2 separate regions of the Zea mays genome follow, and region 2 is linked to region 1. A link is a contact called in public Hi-C data. All regions are on one chromosome and are shown on one strand. Each heading gives the region's core, a stretch centred on a gene start, on an enhancer-like site or on the middle of the called end of the contact. The rest is flanking DNA. Distances are from core to core; before and after follow the strand shown.

Region 1 (4,351 bases), core at 1,166-3,665:
TTTGGTGTATGGCAGAGGCTGAACAAAATCTTACCGTGATTCGAATGACTTAGTTCTGCTATATATTAGGCGATGAAAGATCTCGGCGGCATGAAGAAGGCATGCACGCACGGGAGCAGAAGAGGACGATCGACGCGGCCAGGAGACGCCGGCGCGCCTGCTAGTGCTAGGGGTACGTTTGTTTCCCGGCGATTATTGCGGGGGGTCTTGGCAGCAGCAGCAACAGGCACCTTAGCCAGAGCGGCGCCCGCGTGTGTCCGTTCAGCGACCGCGTTAAATTTGCACGTCCAGACATGGTTGATGGTTCGGGCGCGCGCAGGCGGCCGCCGTCGCTTGGCTCCGACCGCATTCAAGTGGCGGCGCGCGCGGTCGGCGTGGCGGGGCTTTCTTCTCCTGGCGCGTGGCAGCCATCCTTCGCCTCGACGGCATCCCGCCACTGTTCGACCGTGCGCGTGTCCCTCTCGCTCGGAAGGCGACAAGACGTACACTGCCGTCGTCGGATCGTATTCGATCGCCGCATCCATCGTATCGAGGATCGACACGACCACACTGATCTCTCCCTACCATGTGTCCATGTACAGAGGACAGAGCGCGACACAGAGCCCGCCGCGCGCGCAGCACCTGCTGGCTAGAGATCGAATGCCCATGCGCATGCATGCATGCATGGCAACTGTGCCGAGGCCCCGCGGGAGGCGGTGTGACTGCCAGCCACGGACCGCGGTGACCGACCTACTATTCAATCATAAGGGCATGTACAGTGGTGTTTAATGTGGGGCTCTTAAGGTGTTTTAGGGGTTATTTGCAAAATAATCTTAGAGCCGTCTCTCCGTGAAGAGACGCCTCTGTCTCGTAAACCAAGTAACAACAGACGCCTCACTTCTCACTGTACGAATTTGTCGTCTGTTCTACCGATCTGATGCTATACAAATACATTTAATTCTGTATTTATTAATAGACTACGTTTATAGACACTCTATTGTACAATAGAGTCTCTTAGTTGTCTCCTGTGCTTGGAGAACCGTTTTGGTGTCTCTCCACTGTACATGCCCTAAGTATATCGCGGCGGCCCGAATCGTGACACTGCCGACTGGCATGCCCATAGGCCATAGGCCATAGCCCCATACCGATCCACACCATGCATTCCTATATTTCAATGTATTATTCCGTAGTATATCAGTAGTGCAAGTGCATGGCGAGACTCCAGATAACCGCGCGCGGGCCAAATGAATGAATGCTAGCTAGCTGTAGTTTTCGGTCAGACGATATGCTCCAGAGCCGACCGCCCTGCAGGATGGGCTGGGATGTTGAGTACTCGACAAAAGAAGGGCAATTAACTGAAGACGGCGATAGTCAAATGCTCGTTTTTTTTTGTTTTTTTTTCCCTTCCCCCGTTTACGCGAGCGAAGGTCAGACCACAAGAAAAGTGTTAATACAAATTTAGTAGTAATCGGGAGACCCTAGCTATATATTGTTTCGCCACTATTTGACTCGTGATCACTCTGTACATGCTAATAATACTGCATATATGTACTGACGACGTACTGTATAAGCACGTACGTACGACTTAATTTAGTAGTAATAATACTGCATAAGTACGTGCGTACATGCATATTCGTCTAGGACACGGCCACAGCAGCCCACAGGCGGCGGCTAAATAATAAGGTAGGGGTCGGCAAAGGATTTTATTTACGCTTGATTTGCACTACTCGTCGTCGTCGGCCGTACTAGCCTACTACTAGTACTAGAAGGAACGCGCGCAATGTATTCGTACGTAGTACGTTACGTACCTATACCCGTCTGTACGTACCAAAAAAAACGGCGACAACAAAATGAGTGTGCGACGTCGTCGTCGTCGTCGACGACGATTCAGTCGGGACTTGATCGGAAATGCGGTTTGATGAAGAAAGAAAGCTGGCTGACGCCGCTGCTCGATCGTGTAGCGGCTTTGCGACGACCCCTTTTATGGCACTGTGTGGATGTGGACACGTAACAAAACTCTCTCTCTCTCTACAAAACGTGGCCTCGTCGTTACCGCACCATGCATGCAGTCAGTTTTCAGTCGCATTCCACGTCCGCGTCGAGTTTCAGACAAGTTTTCCTTCAACCACTACTTACACTCCCTCGTCCCTCCATATAAATTTAAAAGTTATTTTGTTTTTTCCTAGCTATATATTAGACGTATATATATATAGTATAGATATCTAGGCACATGCGTGGTAGAATAGATGTATCTGCATACATGGTAGAGATTTATAAAGGTGGCTTGGGAAGATCGAACCCTTTAGATTATATTTATAGTGACAGACTACTCAGAAATTATTTTCGGATACGGTTTTTTTAAAAAAAAACGTTTCTAGTACACTGTACTACGTACGACTCTACGAGATTCATTGGCCGACGGAAGCGATTTATTATGCATGTATAGCCGACGGCCGGTGGCGATCACTTTAACACGCCTGAGTCTCCTAACTACTACTAGCTATTTATGGAGGTCAAATAAACTAAATAACCTGATGCATGCACAAGTCCGAATTATGATGTCACGTCCATGGGGACTTTGGGACGAGAGGAGGCGGTGGGCCAGGCGGACATCTGCAGTGCAGCGTTCAGCGCTGTACAGGCATGTCATGACTCATGAGTGAGAACTTGATATGTACTCCTAGCTAGTTGTTGCCATTTTTCTTGAATTGTACTGCCTGTTCGTGCACCCGTGCTGGAAAAAGGAGCTAGCCTCAGATCGACCCGATGTAACAGACACGTGGGGGCGCGTTTGGTTCCCTGCATCCTACTCGTAGGCAGGCAGGGGATCCGACCCTCGATTCTTCAAGGGCTCTGGCATTAGCATGGAGCATATCGTACCCAACGGTCGATATCGACCCCATCGATTGTTACAGACTACCTGTCACAACGTATTATCTCCTTGATTCACGTCATTTTGACTAATTGAAGTTCAATAAATCATAGACCTACCATTTAGATAGAGGAGGATGTTTGGATTCATTCATACCCTCACCCTCCAATTTGCTTGTCTTTCTTTTATATTGGAGTCTCTCACTCTATTTGAATATGCATCTTCACCGACTTGCTCAACGATCAATATCCACAAAGTTCCGAGATCCCTGCCGGTGTAGGTCACGTCTACTTCGATGATCTTTCTCCTGTACATCGTGTTGGGAGGATGTTTCTGACCTTCCCCGTTTTCTGAGTCTGCAACCTCTACTTCCATACTGGTCTCCTCCTCTCTATCCTCCGACCATGTGTGGATGCTCCTCCTAATAAAAACTCTACCACCGACAATCCTCCTTCCAACACTAAGGCTCCTACCACATATGCTCCTTCTTCTCAACCTTTCAATTATCCATATCCTTCTCCATACGCGGATGGGTATCCATATGGTGATCCTCCATATGGATCATTGGTGCTCCTCCTTCGTTCGCTCCCCCGTTTGGTGCACCTCCCTCATTTGGTGCTCGTCCTGTGGGGATGGATATCCCCTGGGACCCTGCGACCAGGATTCCTATGTAGGTCGTTAAAGGGCCTTCATGGGTCGGACAGGGTAAACCACGCAGGCTGATCAGTAAGACGTGGCCCAAGGGAGAAGCAGGAATTCAAACGTGCAGACTCGAAGCATCACAACCAACCTCCATGCATACAGGGGTATAAACCCCGCGGAGGATCACACGCTGTCTTATGGGCGGGGAGTCGGGGACAGTTCTGTGGTTGTAGGCTTCAAGATAGCAGCGAGCTTAATTGTATAACCCTAACCCTCTCAAGTGCATAAGGCAGGGTAGGGACCCCCCACAAAACGATTAGATATTTGTCGGCGTTTCGAGACGGGGGGGTCCCTAAGCCGACGAGTGAGTGTGCTGCGTGCCCCAGCCCAGATGGGTCGAGCGCGTGGGCGAGCGCGAAGGGGGGAGAGGCGAGGTGGCCGGAGTCGAGCGTGAGAGAGGTGGAAGTCCCGCGGCCTTCGTGTTCGTCCCGCGCCCAGGTCGGGTGCGCTTGCAGTAGGGGGGTTACAAGCGTCCACGCGGGTGAGGGAAGCGAGCGGCCCCAAGAGAGCGCCTGTCCCGTCCTCGGTCCCGCGCGGCCAACCTTCTCTAAGAAGGCCCTGGTCCTCCCTTTTATAGTCGTAAGGAGAGGATCCAGGTGTACAATGGGGGGTGTAGCAGAGTGCTACGTGTCTAGCGGAGGGAGAGCTAGCGCCCTAGGTACATGCCAATGTGGCAGCCGGAGAGATCTGGGCACCCTGCTGGCGTGATGTCGTGGCTGTCGGAGGTGCGGCGGAGCCTGGCGGAGGGACAGCTGTTGGAGCGGTCGAGTCCCTGCTGACGTCATCCTGCTTCCGTAA
Region 2 (4,351 bases), core at 506-3,005, 100 kb after region 1:
GCGCCAGCGCGAACCGCTGCAGCACGGCGTCGTCGGCCGTGGCCTTGGGCAGGAACACCACGCCGAAGGCGAGCACCAGGACGGTGATGAGGCTAGGGTTTTTTTGGATCCGAACAGGAGAGGAAAAACAAGGATCGCGAGCGGGTGTGCATTGGGGGGAGAGAGTGTACGCATCGGACAACAGAGGGACTCTATGGCGTATCGGACGGTCCAGATCGCTGGAAGGCAGAACATGTCAGAGGCAGCCTACCCCTTACCGCCTTAATATAATAATATAGATACTTTGAATTTACCTTGAGTTCTAGCATGGCTCAAGTTAATACCTCTAGATGTAATTGTATTTGTTGGATTAGATAATGACAAATTTGAAGACGAAGGTCAACTCTAATATGCATAGTTTAATTAATAATTTTTATCTAAAACTAGACAAAAATTTTAGTGCAACAAAGGTTATCATTCAACCACCGAACAAAACAAACTATCAAAAGTCATTAAAATCACTAAAAATATAGGTACTCATTTATTTACTCTACTAATATATTAAAATTTTAAGTTCTAATTTATTCTATGTTAATGGATATAAAAAGAGAAAAATTATCATTTTAATCCTTCATATCGAATAGAGTTTTTCCTTAACATAGAACGAAGTAAAACTTTAAATTTGATGTATTGATAGCGCAAATAATAAAAATATATTTTTTATAAAAAATATCATGACTTTTATTAGTGTGATTGTACGAGGAGTGAAAAAAAAACTTAATTGCACGACAGTTTTTCTCATAAAATTATGTATCCCGGATTGTGGTAGGATGGCCGTGAGGAGATGAATTGTAGCGATGCCCTATGAACCTATATATGTTGCACACAACCTAGATAAAAAAAGACAACATCATAAAAACCTCTAAATAAACACTCTCTCTCTCTCTCTCTCTCTCTCTCTATATATATATATATATATATATATATATATATATATATATATATATATATATATATATATATATATATATATATATATATATATATATATATATATATATATATATATATATATATATGCTAAATGAAGATAAATGCATTCCAACGTAGGAAGGCATGTGCAAAAGCAGTCATAGGCTAGCTATTTTCTTCAAACATAAGACTATTCTCCACGCTTAAAATAGGAGCACATATCACCATTCTCATGGGCCGAAAAAGTATAAAAGAAAAGCGCAAAAGGCCATGATGAGCTTCTAGAACTGCTTGACCTGAGTACGGTCCCAATCCCAACTTCCCCAGGCCTCCAAAAATCTCACGGCGACGACGTCACCCGAGCCCCGAGCCTGACGCAGCAGGAGACGCCGGCCGTTTCGAGACCGAGACTGTCGGTGGTGTGGCTCGTGCTGTGCCGTACCCGTATCCAAACTAATTCCGTGGCCGCGGTCGCTACTATCCCGGACGCGGGATTCTACGGCAAGCTTATCGTAGCGCGAATATAAATCCAGATCCCATCTGGGTTAAAGGCCTAAAAATCGCGTCCTCGAAAACCTCTAGTCTAGTTCCGAAAGCGCGCACACAACGACTACAGGAGAAGACACGCGCGACGGCCACGGCCAGGTAGAGACAGATCCATCTCTCACCTCGCCCCACCGCCCTCGCCGATCGGGGTCCGCCGACCCCCAGATCGCTTCTTCGCTTCGGTAGGTGGCCGAGTGTACGCGTACGAGGAGCCTCCCGGATCCCGCCTCGCCGTCGTCTGTAAGATCTTCTCGCACATCTCGATCTCTCTATTGGAGCTTTGGGTTTCGTCTGTCTGTCTGTCTGTCTCTCTCTTTGCGAGGTTTGGGTTTTGTGTCGTGGAGCGGTGGAGGTGCCGTGGGAGCCTTTGGTTAATCCAGGGTGATCTCTGATCTGCGATCTGTGTTGGGGCGTATGGCTCTGGCGTCTTAACAGATGACGTGTTTTTGCTGTGGCGTGCAGGATCGGGGCGCGATCCGCGGGGAAACAGCAATGACGGCGGAGGGGACGGCGTGCAACGGCGCCGGCGAGGCGCCGAAGGCGGAATTCGTGCCCGAGAAGGTGGTCACCGCGTCGCTGGAGGAGAAGGCGGCCGGGGAGCGCGAGGGCGAGGACGTCGGCGGGCCTTTTGTGGTCGTGAACGGCGGCGATTCTGACGGGCACTCCGACCGTGGCTCAGATCTGGGCAAGGCGTCCGGCGAGGAGTCGTCGTCCGAGGAGGAGGACGTGCCCGGCTCCAATGTAGCTCCGGACTTGGCCGTGGGCGGAGATCACGGGTCCGCCCGAGGGGAAGTGAGTGCTCAGGGTGCGGCACTCGGTGCTTCGTCGGCGGACGGCAGTGGTCGTGCTTCCGACGGCGCTGAGGGTGGCGCGGATGAGGGCAAAGGCGAACCAAGTTCCGATTTTGATGCTGAAGCGGCGCCGCAGGAGGACGTTGGTGAAGAGGACGGTGGGGCAGCTGCTCTGGCGTCCAGCGGGTGCGAACCTGCCATCACCGGTGCTGATTCTGAGGCGGCACCAGCTGTGGATGATGAGGTTGAAGGCAAGGAGGGCACGGTGGATGGAAGTGCTGTTGCTGATGTCGCTGAAGCGGTGGTGCATCAGGAAGTTAGCACAGAGCATGATGATGCCCTAACGCTTCCCAAGTCTTCTGCTTCCATGGAGTCCGAGGTTATTAGAGAGGATAACAAAGAACAGAGCACCGCTGATATTGTGGGGCCACATGAGCAGGGTACATGTGGGGCAAGTGCTTTGGTGGAGAATGAGCATCTTTGTGCTGACATGAGGGCTGATTCATTTGTAGCTGTTACTGAGCCTGACAGTCAAGAGGATTATGCTGTGGAGTCCTGCATGCGCGATGATGTCCTAATTTGTACCGAGTCTGGTTCTGCCGACATCGAGTCTGAGGTTAATGGAAAGGATAGCAAACAAGAACAGAGCAATGCTGATGTCGTGGAGGTCATAGGGCAGGGTGTAGTTAGGGCAGATGCGCTGATGGCAAATGGGCATCTTTGTGCCGACATCCAAGCAGATTCTTCTGAAGCTGCTACTAAGCCTGATAACATTGCTAATGAGAGCAAACTGACTGAAGTTGCAGAATCAGGAGAGGATGCTGCTGCCAGTGGAGAACTGGATGCCATCGATGCATCATCACAAACCAATGGGCATATTTATGTTGCCTCGGGTGCTGATTCTTTTATAATTGCTTCTGAGTCCAAGTCTCATTCCTTTGAGACGGATGGACAAGAAACTGATCAGCAAGAAGAGGAAGTTCCACAAACTGAAGCTGAACTATTGGATGGAGTGCTAAAACCAACTGAAAGGAACTGTGCACGCAGTGTTGAGGAACTCATAGGAGAGGAAGTTGACACAGATGGGCATCCCAGTGTAGACGGTACAGCTGATGCTTCTGGGGAGCAAGAAGCCAAGCCCATGCAGGTAGAAGGTGAGGCCACATGTGGTATTCTCGAATTTGAAGAAGTGGATAAGGATGGTGAGGATAGTTTGTGTAATGACTGCATGGTTGGTGTTGTTTCCTCTAATGAGGAAACAGAGCTTCCTATGAAGGAAAGAACAGATGAAGCTGTCCCCAGTGTTAATGTTGGCGAGTCAGAGCAAGTAACTGAGGATACAAGCCAAGATATCATGCAGGGTGGATTGGCCAGGGGAGTTTTTATAGGCACAATTTTTGTTAAGCCAGTATCAGATCCTCATGTTGAATCAAGCCTCGTACATAAAGTCAAGGCAGAAGTTCATTTAGTTGATGAAATCACAGCAGCAGATTTGAAAGCTGAAAATATGGTCGAAGTGAAAAGAACAGATCGTGAAGTTGACGAAATAGAGGTAAAAGCGCCAGGTACTCACGAAATTGGGAATTCTTCAGAAGTAGAACCGAAGGAAGAGTTTGAGATGGAGGTTGATGATGCTGTTTCATTGCATGAAGCTGCAGCTTCTGCATCAGAAAATGGTTCTGAAGAAAAATCTAGCAACATTGCTGTTGATCAAGTTGAACCTGTCAACCTGAATGTAGATGAACTCGCGGTAGATGATGATCAACCCAGTTTTAATCCAGGTTATGGATCTGCTAAATCTTCTGATGTGGCCGAAACAAAAAATGTGGAAGGTATCTGACCATTATTTTCTGGCTATCCATTTTATTTTTTTGAATTTAAATGTATTAATCTCCTTAAATGCTACCTATAACCCGCATGGGAGTTAAACAGTCACATTTATAATCCTTGAGCAGCACAAGTGACAGAACAGAAGGGCAATGCACACCATGCTTCAGGTGAGTGGCATGGAGATCATACGCAAGTCATTGGACCACAGAGGATCTACATAATTAAAGTTCCAA

What was found. A called contact is a pair of places that touch in the nucleus more often than the background predicts.
Region 2: a Hi-C map of leaf shows a contact between it and region 1, with 4 times the contacts expected there. The contact joins the promoter of LOC103634210 here to the enhancer-like site in region 1. A contact is called at or near these places in 5 of 25 Hi-C or Micro-C datasets (bundle sheath, leaf and tassel).

Annotation. Positions count from the first base shown.
Region 1 is chr7:139,278,581-139,282,931 of Zm-B73-REFERENCE-NAM-5.0, forward strand. No RefSeq gene overlaps it. Among protein-coding and RNA genes, the nearest start is that of LOC103632941, 16 kb to the left of the region's middle. Within about 2 kb of position 2,416, at least 10 of the 20 cell types and tissues checked have an H3K27ac peak or open chromatin away from gene starts, as enhancers often do. A contact at or near this core is called in bundle sheath, leaf and tassel, where this site is marked.
Region 2 is chr7:139,382,397-139,386,747 of Zm-B73-REFERENCE-NAM-5.0, forward strand. LOC103634210 reads right to left here and starts at 1,756. Exons shown (of 2, transcript XM_008655792.1): 1 at 1,620-1,756; 2 at 1-92. The coding sequence starts at 1,756. It overlaps LOC103632943 (titin homolog), which reads left to right and starts at 1,314. Exons shown (of 9, transcript XM_008654653.3): 1 at 1,314-1,737; 2 at 1,960-4,120; 3 at 4,244-4,351. The coding sequence starts at 1,990.